2 separate regions of the Oryctolagus cuniculus genome follow, and region 2 is linked to region 1. A link is a contact called in public Hi-C data. All regions are on one chromosome and are shown on one strand. Each heading gives the region's core, a stretch centred on a gene start, on an enhancer-like site or on the middle of the called end of the contact. The rest is flanking DNA. Distances are from core to core; before and after follow the strand shown.

What was found. Hi-C and Micro-C count contacts between places; a contact is called where the count stands out from the background.
Region 2: a Hi-C map of an unstated tissue shows a contact between it and region 1, with 1.7 times the contacts expected there. The contact joins two enhancer-like sites. A contact is called at or near these places in 2 of 6 Hi-C or Micro-C datasets (embryonic fibroblasts and an unstated tissue).

What each region holds. Positions count from the first base shown.
Region 1 is chr5:96,964,419-96,971,347 of mOryCun1.1, forward strand. The region is part of intron 1 of FILIP1 (filamin A interacting protein 1); the gene reads left to right. Among named protein-coding and RNA genes, the nearest start is that of FILIP1, 85 kb to the left of the region's middle. Within about 2 kb of position 2,498, at least 3 of the 8 cell types and tissues checked have an H3K27ac peak or open chromatin away from gene starts, as enhancers often do.
Region 2 is chr5:97,083,933-97,091,304 of mOryCun1.1, forward strand. The region is part of intron 2 of FILIP1 (filamin A interacting protein 1); the gene reads left to right. LOC138849646 (a long non-coding RNA gene) reads left to right here. Exons shown (of 2, transcript XR_011388647.1): 2 at 1,979-3,041. Among named protein-coding and RNA genes, the nearest start is that of TMEM30A, 110 kb to the right of the region's middle. Within about 2 kb of position 3,534, at least 1 of the 8 cell types and tissues checked has an H3K27ac peak or open chromatin away from gene starts, as enhancers often do.

The sequences.
Region 1 (6,929 bases), core at 1,248-3,747:
ATTTTTTTAATTGAAACTTTAGGATTTACACATTGTAAATAATACTAAGCTTATTTTATTTTGCTGGCAGATGAGAGTTTCTTCATAAGGCTACCTGAAGATGTTAGACTTTAGTCAGTCTGTCTAACTCACATTTTCATTTGTTTGATTTTATTTCTTTAAGCATGTGGGTTTTATAAAGGCAACAGTATATGAAGTGAGGGGGCAAGCTTTGATTGAGATAGAATTCAATAGAAAGCATTAAGAGAAAAAAAGATTTGCATAACTTGTTAGAAAAATGACATGTGAAAGTTTGCAACATATATTTATATAGACATTACTTTAAATATCCATGGATAGTAGTAGAATAAAAGATGGCTTAATAAAAATGCATTCATTTTCTTGAATCTGAGTTGAAGATATAATAACAAGGTTCTGTTCATGGACAAGGAGTCAGAAAAGGCTAGTAGCATGGGCGAGCCAGATGGTCTGGATTCTGATTTTAGCTCATTGTGACCTTGGGTTAATTACTCTCTGTGCTTCAATTTCCTCATCTGTAAAATGAGAATAATTTGATGGGGGTATGTCAAACTGTGGAAAATACAATTAAAAGATAAGTTTATTTTGGTACAAAAATTCTTGAAGTGCATGCGTATTAGGAGGGTCTTCAAAAAGTTCATGGAAAAAGTGAAAAAGCTATATGTGGATTGCAAAAGTTTTTGGCACCAAAATAAAATTTTTAACTCCATTTTCTATGAAGTTTTTAAAGCCCCTCATAGTTCTCCACAGAGTTGTTTTGAAGACTAGATGACTTAAGGCAATTTTCAGTTCCCTAGTAGAATCCTATGTAAAATTACACTATTATTGTTTTCTTATCACCCCATAAGTGAATTTGTTTAATCTTTGGTGCTCACAGAATTCTTGAAGACAAGTGAACTCATACAGGTGTGAACTCAAATTCATAGATCACAGGAAAAGCACTGTTTAAATTTGGAAATTTGGAAACCTGTTTGGGACGTATTTTGTTGCTGGATTCTGTAAGCAGTCACACTGAACAGCTGCCTGTAATATAATGTGGAATTTATGTTTCTTTTTTAAAAAGATTTATTTGTTTATTTGAAAGGCAGAGTTACAGAGAGAGAAGGATGGCCACAACAGCCAGAACTGGACCAGGCTGAAGCCAGGAACCAGGAGCCAGAAGCTTTATCTGGGTCTCCCATATGGGTGCAGGGGCCCAAGTACTTGGGTCGTCTTCTACTGCTTTCTCAGGCGTATCAGCAGGGAGATGGATCAGTAGTGGAATAGCCGGGACATGATCCAGTGCCCATCTGGGATCCTGATGCTGCAGAGGGAAGCTTAAACTCACTGCGCTTCAGCGCCGGCCCTGGAATTTGTTTCAAACCCTCCCTTATCACCGAGTAGTTTGCTGTCTTATAGAAGCATTGCTAAAAAGGCAAAGAAATCACCCACAGCATAGACTGTTCTATGGTTTCTATATTTGTAGTTGGAGATAAAGTGTGTTTATACATAGTGCCTGGGTGTCTCTTTCACAGCCAACTATACCGGATAATGCAGACCAATGGAGAGATCCTCTTCCATGGAGGGACATGATATTAAATTTATCATTCTTCATTTCTGATCTTAGATGATTTGTTTTGTTTAACTAACCTAGTAACAGATAAAAATGAAAAGACCAAAAAAGGTCATCTTATGCTAACTTCAACCTTACCAAATAGAGTTGAATTCTTGCTATTCATTGCTGTTAATCCTATTCATTCTTCTTAGACATGACAAGAAAATCATATTCCAAGACAAACAGAAGAAGTATTATATCATAAAGATGTGTGTGTATATTCTGAGGTGCTTAATAGTCTCTATACTTAACAAAAAATACATGAATCACCCTTAAAGCAGGAAAGTTTCTTTATAGCTCTAGTGACAAGAAACCCTAAGCAGGATAATTAGGTTTAGAGCTGTTAATTGTACTTATTTTTTCTTGTTTTGAAGGGATGAGTCTATAAAATATAAGGCAAAGTAAGTCTCATAATTGTCCTTCTTTGATGAAACCTAGAAGTAGGGTGAAGGAAGGAAGAATAGGAGGAGGAAAAGAAGAAAAGGAAAATAAAAAAGGAAAGAACTTTTCTTGACTTTGCAGAATGCATTATAGAGACTCTAGGCCAAAAAAATTAAGGAACTTCAGGAAAATATATTGGATTATGTTCTTCTTTTCCCTTACATGATCACTCCTACTCTAGCTAATAAGAGAAATAAAAAGGATGCATGCAGGTTACAGCTTTTTCTGCAGTAGTAGCTGAGGATGTTTAATTTCAAAAGCCAAGCAGCCTGTTGTGGAAGAACTTAGACTAAGGAAAGTCAAACATGAATTGAGCAGCTTTAGCTGGCTCTTGACCAGCTGATTGCAGAAACTGAGAAACTCCCAGCAGAGAAATGAAGTCACATAACGTTACCCTGTGCCCCTCGCGCCTCTCTGTCCCTGAGAGCTTTGTTTAAGCCACAGCAACACTGTTATGTCAAAGGAAGGTTTGTGTTCTTAGCCTTTTTGGGAAGTGGTGTCAACATGTGTAATACTGGGTGATTTATGTGTTTCTGAGGCCTGTGAAAAACGAACGAAAAGGAATTTTGAAAGCTAATGCAGCATTTGTCTCAAGTGATCTGACTCTAAGTGAACACTGAAGGTTTAAGGATTTTTCTAGTTTTAGTTCCTTGGTTAAATGCTATCCTCCTTCAACTACCTCCTTCCCCCAAACATAGATAAGACTGATGATCATTACTTCGTTGGCTGAGGACTTCCGTGTCTGCATTTGAAAATAGTATTTTTTTTCTTTTGCTTTTGTAGTGATTGTAACTTCAATCCTCCCCAGTTACTTTGAAGAAACAAATTATCAGCTGCTGTCTTTGTTAGGAAAGGGTGTAAGAAAGCCATGAAATGAACATTATCAGAGTTGGCCAAATGCATTCCTTAAAAATAATTTGCTAAAAATTTAAGGCCAAAATATGATTTGATTGCAAACAGTAGACTGCTGACATCACCAACATAATCAAGTTACTGCCAACTTGCCTTGTTTATCTAAATGATCTTTGTAAAAATAAGGTTTTCCCATATACACACACATGAGTCATCGGCAATGCAGTAATAAGAATAAATGGACTTTCTTTTTCCTTAATATACTTATATCTTAAGTAACTCATTTTAGAGCTTGCTTCTTTGAGGTACCACAGCACAACAGGAAAGGAAGAGGTATTGCTGAGTTCATAATGCTATTTCAGTGTGGCAGCCTAAGTACTTGAGGAAATGACACCCTGGGCCTGTATGTTGAGCCTTGCAGTTACTGTGACGACAACACACACTAATGGAAAACAAAGGTGGTCTGCTTACCAGGGTGAGCCAGGAAGAGTTTTGCCAGCTCAGATTTTTCCTAATTATTCTATAAGTCTTGAAATGTGACACTGAAGGTATTCAAGGCTCTTTGTGTTTCATTAACTGTTGAGTAAGTGACACATGCTTGAAGAGGAGCCTGGTATTTGGATCAGGGAGTGGCCTTGCATATAGGCTTAACTTTCACATGTTCTCTGATTTAGACACCACCAAACCAAATGCTTCGGTCACAGCCTGTTGTTTGTTCTGGTCTTTAAGGAAGTCAGCTGCATTGGTGGAGTTCACTCCTCAGAGGCCTCTCAAATTGAGTAAGACATTCCCACCTTCCACATTCTGCTCATTCCATACATCATTGCCCAGCATACCAGGTGTTCTGACCAATGACCAGGATACCTAAACCCAACTGGTATAATGATATGCAATATAATGATAATAGCCACATATGATACATATTATCTATTTGATGTTTGAGTATATATAAAGATATGTAGTATCCAATATATACGTAATTTACTTATATTGTGTATAAAATGATCATAATAATAGCATATACTCAAGATTACTGAGCCATTGTGTCAAGCACTTTACATGAATGATTTTATTTGCTTATAATAATGATGCTTTTTATGCCGGCACCGCGGCTCACTAGGCTAATCCTCTGCCCAGCGGCGCCGGCACACCGGGTTCTAGTCCCGGTCGGGGTGCCGGATTCTGTCCCGGTTGCCCCTCTTCCAGGCCAGCTCTCTGCTGTGGCCAGGGAGTGCAGTGGAGGATGGCCCAAGTGCTTGGGCCCTGCACCCCATGGGAGACCAGGAGAAGTACCTGGCTCCTGTCTTCGGATCAGCGCGGTGCACCGGCTGCGGTGGCCATTGGAGGGTGAACCAACGGCAAAGGAAGACCTTTCTCTCTATCTCTCTCTCACTGTCCACTCTGCCTGTCAAAAAAAAAAAATAATAATGATGCTTTTTTGTCCCTACTTAATAGATTAGGAAAATAATGTTTTCCAAGTGTCAAGTAACTTGCCCAGTGGTAGATTTGAAATTAAAAATCAGGCAGTTTGATCTTGTTTGACCCATATTTTCTTTTCCCTTTTTTAAAAAAGATTTATTTTTATTTATTTGAAGGATAGAGTTACAGAGAGAGGTAGAACGAGAGCAAGAGTGAGAGCGAGAGAGAGAGAGGTCTTCCATTTCTATCTGCTGGTTGGCTCCCCAGATGACCACAATGGCCAGAGCTGAGCTGATCCAAAGCTAGGAGCCAGGAACTTCTTCCAGGTCCCCCATGTGGGTGCTGGGGCCCAAGGACTTGGGCCATTTTCCACTGCTTTCCTAGGCCATAGTAGAGAGCTGGATCAGAAGTAGAGCAGCCAGGACTTGAACTGGCGCCCATGTGGGATGCCGGCACTGCAGGCTGGGGCTTTAATCTGCTGAGCCACAGTGCTGGCCCCAACTCATATTTTCAACCACTTTTCTGCAGTGCACATGGTTGTTGGAGGGACACCTTCACTGAGATGACTGTGGGATGGTTTAATGAAAGGTACAGAATGTGACAGTGCAGGTGCTCAGCTGCCACTGTAGTTTGAAAAGATTCATCGTGGCTCACTTGGTTAATCATCCACCTGTGGCACCTGCATCCCATTTGGGCACCTGGTTCTAGTCCTGGTTACTCCTCTTCCAGCCCAGCTCTCTGCTGTGGCCCAGAAGTGCATTGGAGGATGGCCCAAGTGCTTGGGCCCTGCACCCCATGGGAGACCAGGAGAAGCACCTGGCTCCTGGCTTCAGATCAGTGCAGCGCTGACCATGGCGGCCATTTGGGGAGTGAACCAATAGAAGGAAGACCTTAAAAAAAGATTCACTAGGAGCAAAGGTTAAAGAGATTGGGGTCAAGCAGACAAAGTGGAACCAGAAACTTCAGTGGCCAGTGGGGTTGGGCAACCCAGAAAGAGCCCTGGGGCTCTGAAATGCAGAAGTAATTCTTGCTGCCACTGATGTTGTAATATAGCTCTCCATTTCTACCCTGCTGAGTTGATTCCATGGGGCTGGATGCCATGGAAGGTTTGATTTTATAATATATTATGACTACTGTTGCAGTCACATCCTTTGGTACCATTTGTCTGTTGCCCCTGCTGACAACACAGAACCACACCTTCCATTGTAACATTCAATATGCTCTAATGGTCTCTAGTTTGGTCATAAAAAGACGGTTTGTGAAATGAGCTTCAGAGGGAACCCTACAAAATAACTTATTCAAGTTGCTGGCATCAGTATTCCTTCAAGAAGCCGTGTGTGTGTGTGTGTGTGTGTGTGTGTATTTGTAAGAAGAGGCACTGAGGAAGGGGACAGAAATCTGTTCCATTTATGAAGGTACCTCAAAAGTTTCTAGAAAATTAAATTAAAAGATAAGCTTACTTTGGTGCAAAAAACCTGAAATCTATGCATATTAAAGATCTTCATAAACTTTCTTGAAAATACTCAATATGAAAGAGCTATGCATGAATTTTGTAACTTTTTTTGCACCAAAATAAACTTAAAAAAATAAATAAACTAATTCCATTTTTAATTCCATTTTTCCATGAACTCTTTGGATTACTTTTTTTTTTTTTTTTGACAGGCAGAGTGGACAGTGAGAGAGAGAGAGACAGAGAGAAAAGTCTTCCTTTTGCCGTTGGTTCACCCTCCAATGGCCGCCGCGGCCGGTGCACTGCGCTGATCCGAAGGCAGGAGCCAGGTACTTATCCTGGTCTCCCATGGGGTGCAGGGCCCAAGTACTTGCACCATCCTCCACTGAACTCCCTGGCCACAGCAGAGAGCTGGCCTGGAAGAGGGGCAACCGGGACAGAATCCAGTGCCCTGACCGGGACTAGAACCTGGTGTGCAGGCGCCGCAAGGCGGAGGATTAGCCTAGTGAGCCGCGCTGCCGACTGAATTACTTTCATAATAGCTTCTTATTGGCTTCCATTAACTTTGTTGAAGTAGTGAGTTGTCAATCTGGCAGCATGATGTTCTATGAAAATAAAACAAAAGCAAAGCAGACCAAAACAAAGCAAGAGGGCTTGCTATAGTTTAAGGAAAATTATCTGATACTTTCCAGCCAGACATTTGCTATGGCAAAGCTGTGACATAAGACATTTTTTTTCAATCTTTATCTTTTTAAACAAAGAGTACCTGAATGATGCTAAATGTCTCACTGCTTGGAAATAATTAGAATTTCTGAGTTCCCTTTTGCATACCTGGCATTTAGCTTTTGAGTTGTCTGCAGTAAAAGGAGAACAACTATAATAAAATATTTGTGGAGCAGATAATGCTTTACTTTTTCTGATACCAGTGGCCATAAATACTCTACTTTTACAGAGAAAGTAAATGTTTCATATGGCATGAATACATATAACAGAATGAACCTCTAAGAAATTCTGTAAGTTGAAAACAGTGCCTTGTTATAACTGTAATAATATACCCTAATCTCCTTTTGACCCCCAAATACACACACACACACACACACAAGGCACATAGACACAGGCACACACTCATTATTGGTTAAGGGGCAACTTATTTGA
Region 2 (7,372 bases), core at 2,284-4,783, 120 kb after region 1:
TATGAAGCCTAGGCAGGGTTAGTGTCGTTCCTCCACGAAGAGGGGGAGCGACATAATGGTGCCATAACTCGGATATGAAGCCTAGGCAGGGTTTAGTGTCGTTCCTCCATGAAGAGGGGGAGCGACATAATGGTGCTGTGACTCGGATAGGAAACCTAGGAGGAAAGAAACGGGAAGAAGTGGGAAAATACCGGAGAGACTAGCAAAGAGCCTAGGGAAAAGCCGGACGGAAAAGGTGCCGGAAGAAGCTATTGAAAGCCTAGGCATAGACTCGGATACGGACTGTGGGAAAGAAGTTAGGATTTAAAGTGAAAGCAAGAAGAAACTTAGACTCAGATACGGACTGCAGGTTGAAAGTAAAAGTGAAACCTAGAAGAAACTTACTCGGATACGGACTGTGGGGAGAAGCCAGGAGAAATGAGAGGGGAATATTGTTGGAAGAAAAGTTAGGAAACATACTGGGTAGAGAAAAATGTTAGGGAGGATGCAGCCGCGGGGGCAGGCCGAGGCGGAGACGTAAGCTAGCTTGGAATTCTTCAAGTCAGCCCGGGGAGCAAAAGGCGAAAATCTGGAACCAGAGGCAGAGACGTGGGCCGCCAGGTTGGAATCCGTCAGATTAGCCCGGGGAGCAAAAGACGGAAAGGCAAACCGAAAGGCGCAGACGTGAGCTAGGTTGAATTCGCCAGGTTAGCCCGGGGAACTTGGACTGAATGCTGGTGGCGGAGTGAGCTGGGCTGTGTGACTTGCGGAAGCCGCCGCATGCAGAGAGAGCGCACGGGGCACAAATGGGGAGAGTGCACGGGGCGCGAATAGAAGCCGGTAAGCCGCGCAGAGCCGGGAAGCCACTGTGGGGGAGGCGCCGAGAAGCAGCCTCGGGGCGGGCGCCGGGAAACCGTGGGGATAAGAGAAACAAGTTTAGAAGTAAAATGAGAGAAATAGGAATGCTGGTAGATAGAAGTAAAATAGGAGAAATAGGAATGCCCGGAGATAGAGAAATAACAGAAAAATAAGGCCTCCCCACAACAACGGCAATGAGAGAGCTTGGATTCCGTCTGCCTAATTAGTAAGACGATAAGCACCTGTGGGCGGCTGCAGGTCACCGAAGACAGGCACGTTATCAACATCAATAAGTCTCCCCACAATACGGCAATGAGAAGGCTTGGATTCGGTTTGCCTGATTGCTAGGGCTTGTAAGCACCTGCAGGCAGTTCTAGCAGAGCAGAGCATGCGCTGCAGGGCACCGAACACAGGCACGCATCAGCGCCTAAAAACCTCCTCACAACATGGCGAAGAGAGGACCCGGATTCGGTTTGCCTGATTGATAGGGCTTGTAAGCACCTGTGGGCAACTCCAGCAAGCAGAGCAGAGTGTGTGCCGTGGGACACCGAAGACAGGCGTGTATCAACGCCAAAAATAAAAAGAAAGGGGGATCTGTGGGGAGCAGCTCGGACTAGACTAAGTTACTGGAATGAAGACTTATTCTATGCATCTGCTCTCCCACAATATGGCGCTGGGAGAGGAGGAAACAGCTTCTACCCAGCTGCCTCTCACCAACTTGACAAGCTGCAGGACCTGCTCCTGATTGGAGGAGAGCAGTGTACTCAGCGTGTGGGTAGCAGAGTTGGGATTGGTGGAAGAGGACTATAAAGGAGGAGAGAGACAACATGCACCAGGAACATCTATCTGAAGGAACACCTGTGCAGCCCCCGAGAGAGCCGGCCGGCGGTGTGCCGCTCCCCTGCGGAAGTGGGGAAAGTGGCAGGGGGCCTGCCCCTCCACGGAGGTGGAGGGACGGTAGCCAACCTGGGAAGAACCAGCAGCAAACCCGGGGAGGGCCGAGCAGACAAAAGAACAGCGCAGGGTCCTGTGTCGTTCCTCCACGAAGAGGGGGAGTGACATAATGGTGCTGTGACTTGGATATGAAGCCTAGGCAGGGTTAGTGTCGTTCCTCCACGAAGAGGGGGAGTGACAGGAAGAGAGCATGAGAGAGCGAGTAAGAGAGAAAGAACTATGTATAGCTATAGAAGAAAACAATCCCGAAAGGATCTATGTCAAACTCTTAGAACTGCCTTGGCAAGTGGAATCTGCAAAGATGGGGCAAATGCTCTTTACTTTTTCTTTAATCACTTCTTTAATGTTGATTTTTTTTAAAATTAAGTTTTATTATATCACAATTTTGAATCTTTTAAAGTTAGTGATAATTTATCACAATAAATTAATTCAGAAAGAGCACAATTCAAGCTAGTTTACATAGAATCAAAGCAGTGAAAGAGATCATAATTCTTTTTTGGAGGACACTATTTAAATGCATATTGCGGTCTATGATATTATTTGTTCCTTTGAGTTCAACAGGACTTGGTTATTTCCAGCAGAGTTGAGCAAGTTGAGAAACTTCTTAAATCTTGTCTTATATACATAGAGAGGAGCAGAGCCAGAATCAACTCAAATGCCCTGCTTTCTTTAGGGCCCCTCCACTCTTTATACATTATAGTGTTGATCATTCCCCATGGAGATCCGGTTTTAGGGAGAAAAATAAGCTTATTTACATAATCATGACACCCAGTAGAATGGAGATAGCACATCTTCTAGTGCACTGGCTAATTTGTTTTAAGTGTGTATAAAAATATAAGAAAAACTTTCAAAATAATGGTCACTCTCCTGGTAGTTTCTTATCTCCTGTAAGGTCTAATTATATTGACGTCTTTGGCTTTTGTGGCTGATAAACTAAGCCTTTCACCTCGTGGGTAATTTAACATGGTTAGCTTTGGTTGAGATCTCATTTTTCTGGCTACAGATTCACAAGATCCCCCAAAGAGTCTATTCAGTAATTGTGATGCATTCCTGTAGTATTTAAGACTAAGCCCTAAAAGCTTTGCTTTGTGTACTTGATCTGTAGTGACCTTTAGAGTTTGCTGCCCACTGAACCGAAGGTCTTCCTTGTGAAATCATAGAATAGTGCCCCAGTTCACTTTCTGTTACTTGATATCACTGAACAAAAATACCATTATCATTGTCTGAGACAAAAAAAAAAATAAAAAAGATCTGGTACCCTGTCTCTTTAAGAGTTTAAGAATAGCAAACACAGTAGAGTTAATTCTTCTGGGGGCTGTGCCTTGAGAATTTTCTGGCTCAGAATCAAGCTACAGATAATTAATTATGTCAGTGAAAAGCTCTGATGGCCTGTTCTCTTCAGAGAAAAGTGACATCATCCATAGAATTCTCTGGCAATAAAGAAGAACAAAGCTGTGAGTGCAGGAAATAACAGACAGATGTCCATGGGTGCATATTTTATCTACTTCAAAGTGTGCTGGAAAAAGTCACGCTGTAGGGCTGTCCTCCCAGCAGCAGTGGCTTGGCAAGAGGTCTCAGAGAGTCGGGGAAGTGAATTTACAGGATTGGGTTCGCTGCCTCACGTGCTCTAAAGATTGAAGTGAAGCATTCTTAGAGAAGTTACTGAAAAGACGACAATGCTCAGAAAATGTTGGCAAAACGTGGAGAGCCAGCCAGGTAATGTAGCGTGGGGAAACCGGGCCAGATGGCTGCGGCCCCGTTTGTGGACGTTAATGTGGGAAGCATTACCCAGCGAGCTTCATCCCAGGGCCTTCCCTTGCTCTGTGTTTGCATCATATTTTCACAGAAAACTGTTACTGACCCACACAGCAATATGTAGTGGGAAAAAATATTTTGAAGCCAAATAACCCTGTTTGTTCATAATGATGTGACCCTGGGCCTGCTATTTAATTTCTTTGAGCCTTATTTCCTTCATCTGTACAATGAGATTAACTAAAGTAACTTAAATAATGCCCCTAAAAATAATTTTGCCCACAGTATGGTGGCATATAAGTATTGGTTGTTATTAAATACAATTCTGTCCTTCCCTGCAAAATATATTAGTTTCATGTTACATATCTAGAGCCAGATGTTTATTAGCTGAAACAGATGTTTACTTACAAAAAAAATTTAAGCATAATACAAAGGTCATATTTATTACTTGGAGTAGAAACTACTATTCCAGAACTTCCTTCTTTAAAATGTACTTATTTTCATTTTATTTGAAAGGTAGAGGAGGTAGGGGAGAGATATCTTTCATCATTCTCCAAATGACTGCAATAGCAAGGCTGGGCCAGGCTGAAGCCAGGAGCCAGGAACTCCATCCAGGTCTCTTATGTGGGCGGCAGGGATGCAAGTGCTTGAGCCATAACCTGCTGCCTCTGGGTACATGTTAGCAGGAAGCTGAATCAGTGGTAGAATAGTCAAAACTTGAACCAGGCACTCTGAGATGGGATGTGGTCATCCCAAGCAGCTACTTAACCACTGTGCCAGAGGACACTCACCCTGAACTTTCTTTTTAAAAGCATATAATCTAATTATCAGAGTAAAACAGATTCAATATTTGCATTCTCAGTAAAGGCACTATTAATCTCAACAGGGTGAAGACGACTTCTTGAAGGGGAGAATTAAAGAAATATTAGTTGTGACAATGATTTATGGTTCACAAAAGGACCATAGTACATACAAATATATGTAGTATTTCTGTGGTATTAAAATTTTATAAGGAGGCACAATGAGGGAAAAAGTGTTTGCAAAATCTTAGGAGAGCAAAATTGAAAAAAGATTTTGAAAAATACTGATTCAGAGAAATTGTTACAAAGAATATAGTCATCCATAATTTCACCAACTTGAAAGAACAATTTCAAATATTTTGGTGAGTATTTTTGTTCACATATATTTTTTCCTTAGTTGTAAGCTCAGAGTACATACAACTTTGATATTTATTGTAGGCATTTCTGACATTATTTAACATCCCTTGACATACAATTTGTAAATGGGAAAATATTTTTAAACTACATGTAATACTTTATCCTGTGGCTATACACTATTTGATGGTCAGAGAGAGGAGGAGGGGACAGGGAGCCCCCATCCACTGGTTCACTCAATGGCTAGGGCTGAGGAATCAATCCATGTCTCCCACATAGGTATCAAAGGACCCAACTACACGAACATTGCCTGCTGCATCCCAGAGCATGCAGTGACAGGAAGCTAGAATCAGAAGCAGAGGCCACACTTAATCTAAGGTGTCCAGTTTGGGATGAGGGCACCCCAACTGACTTTATAACCAATAGACCAAATGCCCATCTCCTATACCCAGTTTTTTACTGTTATAAATAACATTATATTTGTGTAATAATATTTACCCTTCTTGTTAAACTACTTAACTAAAAGGTATGAATATTTTTTAAGAAGCAAAGGGACAGAAAGACAGACAACCAGACAGTCAGACAGGGCTCCCATGTGTTGGTTCATTCCTCAGATGCCCACCGCGGCTGGTGCTCCAAAGCACAGAGCCAGAATTCAGTCTAGGTCTACCACTTTGGTGGCAGAAATGCAATTACTTGAACCACCATTGCTGCCTCCAAATGTCTGCATTAGCAGGAGGCTAGGATCAGAAGCTAGAGCTCAGAATTGAATTCAGGCACTCTAATGAGGAAAGCAGACATCTTAACTTCTAGGCCAAATGCCTACTCCAAGGTATGAATTATTTTTTAAGATATTTATTTATTTATTTGAAATGCAGAGTTACAGAGAGGGAGAATAGGGGCAGAGGGAGAGAGAGAGAGAGAATAAGAGATTGAGGAATCTTGATCTTCCATCTGATGGTTCACTCTTCAAATGGCTGCAGTGTTCAGGCCTGGACCAGGCTAAAGCCAGAAGCCAGGAGCTTCTTCATGGTCTCTCATGTGGGTAGCAAAGGCCCAGGTACTCTTGGGCCATCCTCTGCTGCTTTCCCAAGTGCATTAGCAGGGAGCTGGATCAGAAGTGTAGCAGCTGGGACTCAAACTGGCACTCATATGGGATGCCAGAACTGCAGGGGGAGGCTTTACCTGCTACACCACAGTGCCAGGCCCAAGTATGAATATTTTTAAAAATTGTTTGGGGCCGGCGCTGTGGCTCACTTGGTTAATCCTCTGCCTGCAGCACCGGCATCCCATATGGGTGCCGGGTTCTAGTCCCAATTGCTCTTCTTCCAGTCCAGCTCTCTGCTGTTGCCCAGGAGGGCAGTGGAGGATGGCCCAAGTGCTTGGGCCCCTGCAGCCACATGGGAGACCAGGAAGAAGCACCTGGCTCCTGGCTTCGGATCAGCGTAGCACCGGATGTAGCGGCCATTTAGGGGGTGAACCAATGGAAGGAAGACCTTTCTCTCTGTCTCTCTCTCTCATGAGTAGTTAAAAAAAAAGTAGTTAAAAGAAATTTTATTTATTTATTTATTTAGAAGGCAGAGTTACAGAGAGCAGACACAGAGAGAGAAAGAGAGCTTCCATCTGCTGGTTCACTCCCCAGCTGGCTGCAACTACCAAAGCTGAACCAATCTGAAGCCAAGATCCAGGAACTTCCTCTGAGTCTCCCACAAGAACTTGGGCTATCTTCCACTTCTTTCCCAGGCCATAGCAGAGAGCTGGATCAGAAGTAGTGAACCTCGATCTCAAACTGGCACCCAAATGGGATGCCGGTACTGCAGACGGCAACTTTATCTGCTAAGCAACAACGCCAGTCTCCCAAGTATGAATATTTTTAATTCAACAGGTTCAAAGACTTTTGTGTGTATCTATTGCCAAATTAGTTTTCAGGATCCCTCCATTCTTCAAGCGGTCTGAGAAATGGAGAATTCACTGAGGACATACAGCGTAATAATTGTGTTTGCTACATATCTATCCAGTGTTGATCTTCTTAATGGCTTCAAGTTACAATTGATCCTCATTAATAACAGATCCTATAACTGTTAATTTGTACCTCCCTGCTAAAATATACCTGTAACCCCCAAATCAATAATTGTAGTACTTTTATGGCCATGCAGAGTGGCAAATAGTTTAAATTGCCTGGTGTGCACTTTCCCAACTGAGATTCAACAAAGTGTACTGTGCCTTCTTGTGTCAGCTTGCATACTTTAGACAAATATCTTCTTTGTAATGTTTACTGCCTTGATTTTCACAGTTTTGTGCTTTTTGTTGATAACTTTGTTGTTTATAATGTCCCTAGGGATAGTGTGAGGTCTTGTGTTTCTAAGGGCAAAAATGCTGTGATATGCTTTAAGAAGATCCTGCACATAAGAGATACAGTGCTCTTGCCTAGGAGTTCAGTGTTAATCAACAGTTTATATTAAATAAGGGCTTTTGTGTCCAGCATCATGGTGTAGTGGGTAAAACTGCTGCCTGCAATGCTGGCATTCCATATGGGCTCCAGTTCATGTCCTGGTTGTTCTACTTCTGATTCAACTACCTGTTAATCTACCTGGGAAAAGCAGAGAGTACTTGGGCCCTTGCTACTCATGTGAGAGACCCAAAAGGAGCTCCTGGCTTCAGCCTGGTTGCTGAGA